Regions from separate parts of the Mus musculus genome. Here all the other regions are linked to region 2. The links are chromatin contacts, called in public ChIA-PET, HiCAR-type and promoter capture Hi-C maps. All regions are on one chromosome and are shown on one strand. The core of a region is the stretch at or near the end of the contact, and the rest is flanking DNA. Distances in the headings are between cores, read along the strand shown. Region 1 holds the start of Btbd16 (BTB (POZ) domain containing 16). Region 2 holds the start of Pstk (phosphoseryl-tRNA kinase). Region 3 has its middle 37 kb from the start of Plekha1. Region 4 has its middle 58 kb from the start of Cpxm2.

Evidence for each region. Promoter capture Hi-C pulls out the DNA fragments that hold promoters and counts their contacts. ChIA-PET counts read pairs in DNA pulled down with a chosen protein or histone mark. HiCAR-type assays count read pairs that join an accessible place to other places.
Region 1: a contact with region 2 is called in a promoter capture Hi-C map of embryonic stem cells, with 2.7 times the contacts expected there. The contact joins the promoter of Btbd16 here to the promoter of Pstk in region 2. A contact is called at or near these places in 4 of 39 promoter capture datasets (the 3T3-L1 cell line, embryonic stem cells and trophoblast stem cells), 1 of 484 Hi-C or Micro-C datasets (cortical neurons) and 3 of 115 datasets of contacts at active chromatin or transcription factors (astrocytes, embryonic stem cells and pancreatic cancer cells).
Region 3: an RNA polymerase II ChIA-PET map of memory CD8 T cells shows a contact between it and region 2, with 5 read pairs. The contact joins the enhancer-like site here to the promoter of Pstk in region 2. A contact is called at or near these places in 3 of 39 promoter capture datasets (the 3T3-L1 cell line and 3T3-L1-derived adipocytes) and 2 of 115 datasets of contacts at active chromatin or transcription factors (large pre-B cells and memory CD8 T cells).
Region 4: a HiCAR-type map of astrocytes shows a contact between it and region 2, with 4 times the contacts expected there. The contact joins the enhancer-like site here to the promoter of Pstk in region 2. A contact is called at or near these places in 8 of 39 promoter capture datasets (the 3T3-L1 cell line, the HPC-7 cell line, HPC-7-derived erythroid cells and 3 more), 1 of 15 datasets of contacts at CTCF or cohesin (pro-B cells), 4 of 115 datasets of contacts at active chromatin or transcription factors (astrocytes, embryonic limb bud, large pre-B cells and 1 more) and 3 of 9 other capture datasets (adipose tissue, liver and pancreatic islet).

The regions. Positions count from the first base shown.
Region 1 is chr7:130,772,194-130,775,447 of GRCm38.p6, reverse strand. Btbd16 (BTB (POZ) domain containing 16) reads right to left here and starts at 1,379. Exons shown (of 16, transcript NM_001081038.2): 1 at 1,078-1,379.
Region 2 is chr7:131,368,916-131,372,426 of GRCm38.p6, reverse strand. It overlaps Pstk (phosphoseryl-tRNA kinase), which reads right to left and starts at 1,281. Exons shown (of 6, transcript NM_001039534.1): 1 at 1,038-1,281. The coding sequence starts at 1,253.
Region 3 is chr7:130,826,650-130,829,825 of GRCm38.p6, reverse strand. No RefSeq gene overlaps it. Among named protein-coding and RNA genes, the nearest start is that of Plekha1, 37 kb to the left of the region's middle. Within about 2 kb of position 1,370, at least 51 of the 459 cell types and tissues checked have an H3K27ac peak or open chromatin away from gene starts, as enhancers often do. A contact at or near this core is called in memory CD8 T cells, where this site is marked.
Region 4 is chr7:132,210,633-132,214,065 of GRCm38.p6, reverse strand. No RefSeq gene overlaps it. Among named protein-coding and RNA genes, the nearest start is that of Cpxm2, 58 kb to the right of the region's middle. Within about 2 kb of position 1,820, at least 33 of the 459 cell types and tissues checked have an H3K27ac peak or open chromatin away from gene starts, as enhancers often do. A contact at or near this core is called in astrocytes, where this site is marked.

The DNA.
Region 1 (3,254 bases), core at 130-2,629, 600 kb after region 2:
TACACACACATACCACACACCACACTGCACATCTCACACACACACACACAGCACATAGCACACACACACCACACCACACAGCACATAGCACACACCACACACACACACACACACACACACACACACACACACACACACACTGCCCCCTCCACACACACATACTTTTGTTCATGGCTGGAATCATAGCTGCTTCTCTGACCTGTTTTTCACACAGAAGTCAGAGGGACCCTGCACCTCTCCAGCTAAAACCCTTGGCCAACTTTCCACATATGAGCTCTGCATCTTCATCGTGGCCCAGAAGCTTCTAAGGAGAGAGGAGTGGGTTCCAGGCAGACTTCATACAGAGCTGGTCAGCATATGAAGAAATGTTCCTGCCAGGGCCCTCCATAGAAAAAAAGGTCATTTCAGTTCAGAGGTGGCTGCCTAGCTCCTCTTTCTTTCTTTTCTTTCTTTCTTTCTTTCTTTCTTTCTTTCTTTCTTTCTTTCTTTCTTTCTTTCTTTCTTTCTTTCTTTCTTTCTTTCTTTCTTTCTTTCCTTCCTTCCTTCCTTTCTTTCCTTTCTTTCTTTCTTTCTTTCCTTTCTTTCTTTCTTTCCTTTCTTTCCTTTCTTTCTTTCTTTCTTTCCTTTCTTTCTTTCTTTCCTTTCTTCCTTTTTTTCTGAGACAGGGTTTCTCTATGTAGAGAAGAACTCACTTTGTAGACCAGGCTGGCCTCGAACTCAGAAATCCACCTGCCTCTGCCTCCCGAGTGCTGGGATTAAAGGCCTACGCCACCATGCCTGGCTCTAGCTCCTGTTTCTTTTACACAAGAGTCTTCCTGGCTGACCTTGAACCCCAGGAGTATCTTAGTAGCACTGAAATGTATTTTTATTTTTGTCTCACTGGGAGCTGTGCCCTCTGTGGGCTTTAGTTGTTGCTCCCTTGGTCCTCTGGTGAGGAAGCTGTCTGTGACCCTCCTTCAGCTCCCAGCCAGGAACCTCTGAAATGCCTCCTTGCCCTGGTGGAGCTATGTGCAAACAGCTCCCATCACTGGGTGACCCCTTGGTCTCGGCTGTGGATGAGGTACCAGTCCCACTTACAGTTCTGCAGTCCTGCTGCCCACGGGGACGGTCACAGAGGTTGAGAGTGAAGCAGAGGGGTGCTGGTTGCACTGGTCTCGGAACCAAGGGAGAGTTGGAGGCTGGGCACCTTCTGAGCCTGAATCTTGAACGCTCTCATGACACCTGGGGCTCACCCCTTCTCCTACGGCGATGCTTTGCTGGGGGAGCCTGCCTTTGGCTTCCTGGGGGTAGTTGTGGGTACCATGGCAACAGCAGTCAGATTCTAAGGACTTCCTGTTCCGGGTTCTGGTGTTATCTCAGCTTGAGGCTTCAGGCTTTCTGCTGAGGGGTGACAGGGCTATCAGAAAACAGTTTGTCACTAGCATAACCATGCCTGGCTGCCAAAATATTTTCGCAACAAAAGTAATTTGAATTCCATGTCCAAAATTAGCCTTAATTAATTCTACATTAATATTTTTTGTGTGTGTGTATCCCCTCCCCCATTCCTGTGCCTTATTGATAATGTGTCTTATTGATAACTGTGTCTCTTGATGTGGGAGAAAGTGGTGGGTAGTGTAGCCAGCCCTCTGACAGACATTAGGGTCTCAAAGTGCAAACCTGCAACTGGGCTATGTTCCTTTGCAGGGGAGCGAGCTACACACACACACTTGGAGAGCCTTTGCCGCACTTCCCATACCACCAGATACACACTGTCTGCTCTCCAACCTGGAGTCTGGTCTGTCGCTTCCCTCCTAGCCCAGTGCCACGATGATGGCGTGATAGTGTGTGTGGAAGGAGGTGCCTCAGCGAAAGCTCTGAAGTACAGGTCTGCCCTGTTACTTCTGCCCTTCCCTTTACCTCAGACTTCCCCTATGTAAACTTTCTCTCCAATAGAGGCTTAACACAGGATTTGAATTAAGGTGTTTGAAATACAAGAACCTGACCCTCCTGATATCATACCTGCCCTCTGGATACTATTTCTGGTACTACTGGGGCTACTGGCTAAAAGACAACCCCTGAGCGCCTCCTATTGGCCACACTGGGAAAGTGTCCCAGGGAGCCACAGTCCTTACCACCCCTGAGCCCAACATTTGACCTTGATTGTATTGATCCCTTTCTGAAGCCTTTGGTTTAGAAGCCTTCAGCTCCCCGCTAGATTGCGCCATGGATCGCTCCAGAGCTGAGCTGTAAGCCAAAGTCAAATGCACAGAAATGGAAACTTTCTTGAATCGCTGGAGTTAGCATGGACTTCATGTGGCCTTGGCCACAAGCAATGTCACAGGAAGTCTAGCTGCTTTCCCTGCAAGTTCTACCTGGTGGCATCCACTTGCTGGCGATGTTGTCCACCCACCCCTATGGGAGGGAAACAGAAGGGTGGGAGGCAGAGCCACCATGCCAGCCTTAGGCCAATGTTCAGGGGGCTGCTTTCTGCCCCACCTGGTGTGTTCTGGATCCTGAGGGACTGGCTTCTGACAGCACCTGCTTAGTCTCCCAGAGGGAGAAGGTGAGCAAGTTCCTACAGGGAACAGAGCAGCTCCTCTGATGGCGAGGCCGTGTGTGCATGCTCAGGCAAAGATACATTTCCAGAAATGTGCTGTGAGGCCACAGTGAGTACTGAGTGTGGTTGGCAAAGGACTTCCCCATATAGAGCCAGCTTATGAAGACAGAGAGGTGGCTGTTCATGTGAGTGAACACACACACACACACACACACACACACACACACACACACACACACACAACTAGACTGTGGAGAGGGAAGTGTAGCCCAGTCAAAACAGTAAATGAACCTCCAACCAGGCCATAAAAAAAGATAGATGAATTATCTCACAAGAAATGAAAAATAATCTTCTTGGAACGGGTTGTGGGCTGCAGACCTACACTCCCAACACTGGGAAGTTGAGGCAGGAGTTCAAGGTCACCCATGGTTATAGAGGAAGTTTGAGGCCAGTCTATTAAAACGAACAAGCAAACAAGTAAAAGAATCATACGGTAGCCCACTATGCCTCAGAAGAGCACAGATATCTGGTGTGGAACAGCCTGTAATATCAGAAGACAGGCTGAGACAGGAGGACTCTAAAGCACAGAAAAAGAAGGCCATGGCCATATTTGCCCATCCCTTCCCCTGTGGGGAAGGACTACCTCAGTCTCATACCTCTGTGTTGACACAGCCCCTCAGAGTTCCAAAGGAGAAGCCAAGGGACTGGAAACACACAC
Region 2 (3,511 bases), core at 32-2,531:
CCTACAAGTTACCCAATTACAATGCTGTTGTTGTCCTCAGAGCCAAAGCAGAAGCGGCATCTTCTGATGAAGAAATACATGTTTCCCACATTCCAAATACACTGAGGCTTTGCATATACTTATCTTTGTGTGCGGGTACTCTGAATATACTTAGAAAATGTAGTCATCCTATTTGCCTTAAATTCATGTAACTTTTCTACACCTGAGCACTAAGCAACAAATGTAACAATTTAAGATGTCAGGAGATATCTGCTTTAGAGTTAAGTATGCAACTGGAGACCGGACTCTATTGCCATGTAGTCGGCTTCCAGCAGGGGTGCACCTCACTGGGGTGTAAATGCAAGGATTAAGGAGTATATACTTGGCACATACAATTCAAGCTTATCACTCCACCTGGCTGTCAACCAAGAAATCACCACGTTTTTCAATACTATTGGCAGACCAGGCCCTTGGTTTGGTAAAACTTTCCTGGAGGGACCTAGCAATTTTGTTATTTATCACTTGTATTCTTTATTCTCATGGGGAGTTCCAAAATGGTACAGAGCTACAGAGCTCCAGTCCTACAGATTCTGGTTTTAACCTTTTTTTTTTTTTTTAAAGATCCCTTTCTTTGCCTAGGTCCTAGGCGCTACGGAGAAACTACCAAGGGATTATTATCAGGGTGTATCTGCCTAGGATGTCTACCTTGTACACTAAATGTAAAACTTCACTCTGCCTTAGGACTCTTGTACGGGAGGGGTCTGGGTGATCCTTGAGCTCGGGAGTTTGAGACTAACCCAGACAACATAGCTAGGCCTTATCTTAAAGCTCCACTGCATAGAATATGCAGTATGTGAACGTACCAAATTTGGCATAAACACCTCTACAAAGCTCTGACCATATTATTCCGAAAAAGGTCTACAGAGCGGAGCTAGCCAGCTCCCCTAGCCACCGGCTCCGGTCAGGCTTCCCTTCCCACCCAGGCACTGCAGGATCCACCCACAGCCTCACCGCCTGGGCCGAGCCTGCAAACCCGTCCGCCCCCACCCGATGCTGACCCGAGGCTGTGTGCCATCGCAGTCCGGGAGCGCAAGAGGCAGCACATCGTCGTAGGAGAGGACGCCCACGGCCCAACCCCGCTCCCGCCGCAGGCGGAGGGCCAGCGCACGTGCAAAAGTCGACTTTCCGGCCGCCGGCAAGCCGCAGAGGACGCACAGTCCTAGTTTGGGCTGTCCGTCTCTGCGAGTGGCCCCACGAGCCGCCGCGGTCTTCATGCCCTTGCTGCAGTCTCCAGAAACCTTTGCGCCGGGTGCGCAGGCGCAGTGCCCCAGCACCACGCCGCGCCCTCTGGCGACGTTGAGGAGGAGCAACAAGCGAGGATGCGAGTCCAGAGAAGATGCCTTAGTCCAGGCTGCTACTCAGGTGGCCCTCTGGACCTTGTGAATAACATGTGTCAGCTGTCCCTGACCCTAGTACCCTAGGCCAGGTGTCCTTGGCGCTTCTTTTCATACTTTCTGGACACTTTAAGGGTCCCAGAGTTGGGTTTACTCCAGATGTTATCAACTTCCCTGCCCCACCTTCAAGCCATTAGGGTTTCCTGTTTGGTTTGGTTACGTTGGGCATCCTCTGTACAAAGAGAGACTAGAAACCTTTAAAGGAAGGCTTTGAAAGGTAAAGTGCGGGACATCAAATAGGCGGTGAAGCGAGGACAGCATATTTCTCTCTCTCTTTCTGGGCTTGAAGGGAGCAATGGTTGAATATTCCTGAGTCCTGGGCTGCCAGGTGGCAGCTAGTGGGAAGAAATAGGACCGGAAATGCACATCCTTATCCCCAATACATGCTGGCAGAAAACTCGGATTATAGAATTTTTTTTTTTTGTAAATATTAGCGAGCTTGGAGTTGGGGTATGATCCCAGCACTCAGAAAGGAGCTGCGCATAGGAGCATAGCAGCACACAGGAGGAGCAAGAGTTTGAGGCAAGCCTGTGCTACAGGAGACTGTGTCAAACTCTTTACCCTTCCTAAAAACACAGACTGACAGACCTCAGAGAACTACCAAATAAAAATGTGTGAGAGGGGTGTGGTATAAGAAAAATAAGCTTTTATGGTACTTTTTATTCATAAAAGATGTGTTCAAACTGTAGTCATCACTCAAGAACAAAATCAGTGCGTGCTGAAGTGAACTACAGCTGACATAAGAAGGGTGGTACATGCCTCTGGAGGGGCAGTAAGGAGAGTCATGGTAAGTTCAAGGCCAGCTTGGTCTACAAAGAGAATACAAGACCAATCAGAGCTACAGTGTGAGTGAGACCTGTTCTCAAAAGACCAAACAAAAATAAGAAGCAAAACCCAGAGGAGAATTGGCTGCTAAGTGTGGTGTGGTGCATGATGAAGTGCATAACGTTCTCTGTCTCTCTTGGTTGGAGAGGAAAAGCTCTTCCTCTCACATGGTTGCCATTGGCCCAATACAAGGGCCTATCCTAAACCATTTGCTTCTCTTCATCCTTCTCCATACCCACACAAGTTTCCTTGGTTTTTCAGGCAACAAAATCATGGCTATTTTGGGAGAATATATATGTGTATATATATATAATATATTTAATATGAAATATTATATATATATAACACATTCAACTAATTCTTAACAAATCCTTTATTCTTGAGAATTCCACACAGGTATACAATGTAATATGAATTTATTTATCCCTACTATTTTCTTCTTCTACCATGTACCATGTCAGAAGGTGTGAATAGCAAAGCTGCTTGTGCCTGTAACCCAACATTTCAGGTTGGAGACAGGTGTACCCAGAGAGCTGTGAAAACCCGGGTGAAACCCCATCTCAAGGCAACCGACAGGAATGGCTTCCCTCTGCCCTCTGTATGCACTTGTGTAACTGGACACACCCCGTCAAATGCTTGTACCATGAACATACACTATATTTCCCTACACGATGTTCAAGTTTACATCGAGGTTCACTTTTCAATTGTATATTCTTAGTTGTACTTTGAAGTGATAGCAAAACCCAAGGCTTCACATATACTCAATAATTCCATCAACTGAGCAGTAATGTCTAGAAATTATTCAGGATCAGTCTACTTGCAATCATTACAGATTTAAACATTTATTGACCCTAGATCAAGTTCATTACTTCAAAAAAAAAAACTATGAAGTTTGCTCTCCTCTTTTCCACTAAAGTAATAGAAAGCACTGTTGTCTACCCAGTTAACCTGTTTCCCTTGGTTCTTGCCTCTTCTTTACCCTCAACTTGCCAGCTTCCTCCATTTTCTCTTCAAAATACATTTCCATCTTCAGCCACCAAATTAGTTATGTTTCTCATTACCCACAAAAGGCAGTTTGAGCTTTTGTTTTGCCTCGGTGTTCAAGGGTACAGTGGGATGTGGCAGGAAAATCATGTCAGCAGAAACATGATGCCGATTGCCACATTGGATCCACTGGAAGCAGAGGAAGATGAATGCTGGTGTTCCAGTTGCTTGTTGCTTTCAATTCAGTCCAGGACCCCAGTCCATAGGTT
Region 3 (3,176 bases), core at 121-2,620, 540 kb after region 2:
AGTCTGGTCTACAGAGTGAGTTCCAGGACAGCCAGAGCTACACAGAGAAACCCTGCCTTGAAAAAACCAAAAAAAAAAAAAAAAACAAACCAAAAAAACCTATGGACTGTCTCTTCTTATTGGGATTCGCTGAGCAGAGCAATGGAGCAGGCCTTTGTCTGAAGAGCAGCATCCAGTCTCCCGCAGGAGGCCTCTCTGTGATCCCAGCCGTGGACTCCAAGTCAAGCCGCCTGCCAAATAAGCCAAGGACTCGCTCGTCCTCGTGGGACCCTGTGGCCCCAGGCTAGATCCAGCCCTCAGGGCCCCCACTCCGTTCTCAGCTCTTCCACATTATCAAGTTGCCTGGGGTGCCCAAGAGTCTGAGAGCTATACGTTCCCAGTTCCCAGTCTCCCTGCAGGCCCGGGGACCCCCAGCCAACTCCAGCATTCCCCCAGGGAACTCAGACTGTGCTCCCCCACCCCCAGAGCAGGGTTCCTTGGCTTTTCACAGTCGGAAGCCCACCCAGTGCCTGGGGTGGGGTCTGCACAGTTAAAACTTCCGAGTCCTGCATTGCCCAAGGCCTGAGCGGACACAGGACCACACTTTTAACCCACAAACCCTGTCTTAAACAAACAAACAAACAGTGAGGAAGAATCTTTCTTACTTTTTAATGCTTTTTCCTCCTCCTCTGCCCCTCCTCCTCTTCCCCTCTGCATATGTGTGTGTGTGCTTAATTAATTAATTAATTAATTAATTAAGACAGTTAGACAAGGTCTTAATATGTTCTGGAATTCACTCTGTGGACCAGGCTGACCTTAATCTGAACTCATAGGAATCTGCCCCCCAAATTCTGGGACTAAAGGGACTAAAATAGAACCATATCCAGTTCTATTTTTTTAAGGCTGGGTCTCTCACTGGTTTGGCTAGGTGCTGGGCAGTGACCTCTAGGATCCCCCTGCCTTGGTCTCCCCGGCAGTGGGATGACAGGCACCCACCGCCACATCTGGCTTTTTATGTGGGTTCTGAGGATTCTAGCTCAACTCTCACTCTTGCCTGGCGAGCACTTTGCCCACTGAGCCATCCTCCCAGCCCACAATTCATTCTCACTCTGACAAGCCTGTGGTGAAGTTACTTCCCAATTGCCACAACCCCCGCTTCACGGGTTCAGCTGCTCTTCTGCTCCCAAGGGAGCTGCTAGCCCAACCATCTCATCCTACATCGGTGAAGCGGGCCCCAAGAAGGATGCAACCAAGCCTACAGGGCAGCAGTTTCAACCTTCAACAAGTACAAAATGACACCAAGCAGCCAGTGAGCAACAGGACCGATGTTCATCGAGTGTTTGCAACGTGCTTAAGTGACTGACGAGTAAGGTTGGCTTCTGAGGCTGAGAGTTTAGCTGACTGCCTAGAGCCACATAGCCAGTGAGTGGCAGAGGTAGGAGCCGACACTAGGTCAGCTGGTACCTGAGAGTTGCTGTGCACCAAGTGAATTGGGGACCAACTTCCCAGCACAACCCTTTCCTTTCTCATGGGCCTGGGAGGTGAGGTGAATGATGAGAAAGGCAGGCAGAGTTGGCTCCAGAAGCATACATAGGATGCAGTGTTGTCCAGTGCCCATGCCCATTACTGTGGGCACTGCAAGCATGGGTGGTAAAGCCCGACTCTGTGAAGCTTTACCTTGCGAGCAGAGCTCCTGAGAGCCTCTTGAGAATTTTTTGTCTCAAGGCTTACACTTCTCAAGTTCAGACACGGTATGGGTGAACTTGTCGCCTCTCATGCCAGATGTGTTAGTTTCGGTTTTAACCATTAAGCGAGGAGGACCCAGTGCTTCTAGGTGTGTGTTCTAGTTTCATTTCTGTTGCTACGACTAGAAGTAATTTTGCAGAGGAAAAGATGCATTTGATTGACACTGCCAGGTCCATTATTGAGAGAAGCCAGGGTAGACTCTCAAAGGGAGACCTGAAAGCCAGACCTACCAAGGGCGTCTACCAGCTGCTTCATTCACAAGCTCACGCTTAGTTAACGTTCTAATGCCACCCAGGACTGTCTGCCCAGGGAATGGTATTGCCCACAGTGGGCTGGACCCTTCTACATCAACTAAAAAGAAGACAATGACCCACAGACATGCATGCAGGCCAATCTGATCTAGGAAGTCCTCAGTTGAGACTCCATTCGCAGATGGCTCTGGACTGTGTCAAGTTGACAGTTACCTCTAAGACAGAGTTTTTCCAGATTGCCGATTTCAGCCACTGGAATTCTGGCTCCCAAGTTTGAGGTCAACTGTGCCCTCTGGTGGACAGGAGTGGATTCTCAGAATTAGAACAAATGGTTCTCCAGAGTGTGTGTGTGTGTGTGTGTGTGTGTGTGTGTGTGTGTGTGTGTGTGTGTGTGTGTAGTAGTGGGGTTTAGGGAAGGGGATGGGAGAAGGGGCTTCTTAGGGAAGCTGTATTGATACTGTATTAGAGGATGTCTTTTTTTCTTCTTTTTATCAGTGTGGTAAAATAGATTCCTAAACCTGATGTTTTGTGGGTGTTGAGGGTACTGGAAAGGAAGACAAATGCATGTTTGCGGCACCATGAGGAGCTTCATTGAGAAATGGAAGCTTCTAGACTGCAGTCTTTTCTAGCATCACCCACAGATTTCTTGCAACCATGCATTGCATAACCCATTTATAACAACAACAAACCCCCCAAAGAGCCCCCTCAAACCATGCCAGAGGGTGTCCCTGCCTAGCCCCTCAGTGACGGCGGTCCCCTCCGTCCTATTTTTTTTCTCTCATTATTCTTCAGTAACCTGGTGGTAAGCAACACTGACTTTTCTAAAGAGCTTCACTCCATGCCTGTCTGGTAAGCTGTACCTCCAGGCAACTGTGGTCAGATCTTAGACATGCTGTTGGATGAATGTGTGTGGCCACAAAGGATGCCTGTGATGATGAACAGGGATTGTCAACCTGACAGGATCAAGAATCACCTATGAGACAAGCCTCTCGGTGTTTCTCAGTGAGATCAAGTTAACTGAGGTGGGAAGACCCACCCTAAACGTGGGTGTCACCATCCACGGGCTGGGGCCCTGGCCTGAAAGGGAGGGAGAAAGTGGCTGAACATCAGCATCTATCTGTTTCCTGACTGCAGGGGCACCGTCACCAACTGTCACCAGCTGCAGGGGCACCATCACCAACTGTCGCCAGCTGCAGGGAC
Region 4 (3,433 bases), core at 571-3,070, 840 kb before region 2:
AACTACGTAAGGTTGCTTGGGATTCTGTTCCTGAGTTTTGAATGAAATATTTTGGGCATTTATGTCTTGAGAGTCATAATGGACTTCAAAAGCACAGGAGTGGGGAGGGGGCTGCTAAAATCCAGCTTGTTTATCCTTGAATCTTGATACTCATCTTCCTACCCCAAGCTGTGACTGGAATATTCCACACATTTAGTTCCTCCCATGCAGCGATTTCATTGGCAAATGGACAGAAAAGGAAAGGTCTCCATTCACTGAGTAGCTGGAACGAATGACACAAATTTACACTCAATTCCCAACCTTTCAAATTGAGTTGGAGTTGAAACCGTAGATCACTTTTGCTGGCAGCTGACGTTTTGTGTTCTCCCTTATGGCCAGCAGGGGGCGGGCTGGGCCTGGGAATGTGCTGGGATGCTCCCTCTCCACCAGCTACATGCAGTTTCCCCAAATCCCCTAGGAAATCGGGGCTGGCCTCCTCCACGGCCCCACTCTCCACCAGTTAGGGGCAGGCCGCTTTCCTCCCCACCAAAAAATAACTCTGGAATTCTGGGCTTTGGCTTTCCTGTAGGGCCAGTCTATTCCAGGGACTGGAATCTGTCTCTTGGGGGCTCAAAGCCAGCATCTTCTGACAGGGCTGGATCCCAGCCTCCCTTCCACTGCCCTTATGAGGACATTCTGAGTTCCCACAGTAAATGTAGCTCCTGGTGAGTCTCAGAATCAACTCTTGCCAACAACACTCTCCACTCCAGTCCATCCTATGCAGGAGCAACCTTCTCTATGACTTGGTTTTCTCACCTGCAAAATGGGACTAAAGTAGAGTACAGTAGAGTATGATTGTAATCTCCATGCTAGGGAAGTTCAAGGCTAGCTTGGGCAGCTTGCTGAATCTTAGGCTATCCTGAGTTAGATGACATTCTGATTTAAAAAGCCACAAAGGAGTGTGTGTGTGTGTGTGTGTGTGTGTGTGTGTGTGTGTGTGTATGTAACAAGGTTACATAGCCAGCCTGGGCTACAGGAAAACCTGCCACAAAAAGGCATGTGTATAGGTTAGGAAGGGGCTGGAGAAATATCTCAACAGTTAAGAATGTTTGCTGCTTACCCAGAGGGCCCAATTTCAGTTCTTGTCACCAGTTTGGAGTGGTTCATAATGGCTTCACTCCAGCTCCAGGGGACCCAACACCAATGTCTAGCCTTCCATATGCTCGGCACACATATTGCATGCATGCAATATGTGCCCACAGACACCTAATTTTTTTTTAGAAAAGGAAATGATAAAAGAGACTAAACCACTGTTAAATGCTTAGAAGTAGCTTAGCACTGAATCTATGAGAGATGCTGTAGGCATGGATGCCTGCAGTTCTTGGAGACTGTGGGACATGTTTTCCTTTGGCACTTGCCAGTGGACCACACAATGATGTCATAGGGTGCAGCATATGGTGCTTGCTAACCTACTACCAATCAGAAATAGCCTGAGCCTGGTTTGCCAGCCAGCAAGCCCAGGTCAGCTGGCCTCAATACCCAGCACTTGATTTCGACTCCAGACTGTGAGACTCTTGTGCCTGTGTGCTGAGGAGGGAAGTGGATGGAGGTTTTCTGCTGTTGCTCTGAATGCTAAGGTTGAGTTTCAGCCCAGACTCTTGAAGAGGAAGGAAACTTTGAAATTCTATACAAGTAGGGCTCATTCCAGTAGCCCCCAGAGGTATGCCAGGCTTCTGAGAGCTCCTGAGAGCCGCCAAGTCTTCCTTACATCTCCATGAATGGGTAAAACTGGGCAAAGGCCATAGACACAGGCAGGGTTTGAGTGCCAGCCAAGAGAGGCTCAGGGCATGATGGGAAGGACAGAAACCTTGTCCAGATGCAATCAGATGCTGTTCTGTGTGGGTCACCAAAGCACAGGAAACCAGGCGCTGGGCTCCTCACTGCACAAGGCTCTTTTGTTGAGCCTAATCCCTGTTGACCAGGCTTGGCCTCAAGGTTCTGTGCAGGGCCCTCCCCACCAGGCCCACCCCAGCTCTTTCCAGCCAAAGCCCCCGGGACGAGCTCAGGTTCCCTTTGGCTTCAATGGTAGAGACCAGATCTTGGCTGAGTCTGCCCCCATTTTAAGAGACTCTTTATTGCGGACAGGGCCTGGGTGTGCACACTGTATGAATTCCAACATAACCTCTTTTGTTTTTACCCTTCTTGCTCTGTCTGTTTTCCACTGATGGCCTTAGTCAGCTGAAATATTAATTACATAAAGATGGCCGGGCTGTCAAGCTGGAGAGGTTCTAGTCTGACTCCCTCTTTAGCAGACCAGGAACAGGCCCGAGAGGGAGATCCTTGCTCTAGGTCCCCCAACTGCTGCAGAGGCTCCTGACCCTCATCCCTGATCTCGGCTTCATTCTGTCTAGTGATAGACAAACTCCCTGTTTTAGGTTCCGAGTTCTCTGCAAGTGGCAAAACTCTCTTAAGACCCGAGAACGATATGGAGGGCAGGCCAGAGCGTGGGCCCTCTGGGGAGGGAAGTAGGGGTAGCTGAAGGACCCCTTGATCTGAGTGTGAGGGAACAGGACAGGGCACAGGCCCCTCCCTCCCTTGATCGAATCATTCGTCCAAAAGGGACCCCAGAAATGTCTTCAGACTAGAAAGGGACAGGGTCTGGAGGCTCCTGTGATAGGCTGTGAAAGGGGAACTTAAAAACACGGGGACTCTAGGAGCTCATGAGTAGACGGAAACCTGTTTCCCATCTGTAAAGAAGCAGAGCAGGTGAAGTGGAGTTTGGGGAAGCGGCGCGTGCTCACGGGCAGCTGAGGGTTGGGTGTTGTGGGCCTGGCACGTGGCACAGGGGCAGTAGAAGGGTTGAACAGAGAGATATTGTGTTTTTCTGGGAGCAGTGGGCATATTCTCGAGTGGAGCAGTGGGCATATTCTCGAGTGGAGAGCGGGGGAGGGGGGTGATGGAGTTAGGCCTAACTCACTCCCTCTCTCTTGGGAACCAGCTGGGAGAGTCGACAGGAATCTTCTGTAGCTTGCGCCTTCTTTGGATGCTCCTCCTGTCCGGTTGGTTTGACAGAGTGGGGACTAAATGGATCCTAACACTAAGACTTGGTACTGTCAGCCATGGTCAGCCTGGACCACGCTCCTTGTGGGGAGAGTTGCCTCCAGGTCTAGATAGATGGTCAGGAGCCCCTTGCACAGGTGTGAGCCACACAGGCTACTCAGAGCAGCTAAGGTGACTCTGGATCCCAGGCTTGGAGTCCTGTTTCCATGGAAACCAGCTCTTGCTGATGCCCCTCTCTTCCCAGGCTTCCCTGGGGCTGCTGGGTTCAGGCTCCAGGTGCCAAGTAACCGAGGATTCCTCCCAAACTCAGTTTCCAGAGCATTGCAGGGCTGGTTGGGAGAAGAGTGCAATTTTCTAAGCAGAATTTTCCAGATTAGGTAAGATGGGGGGCGGG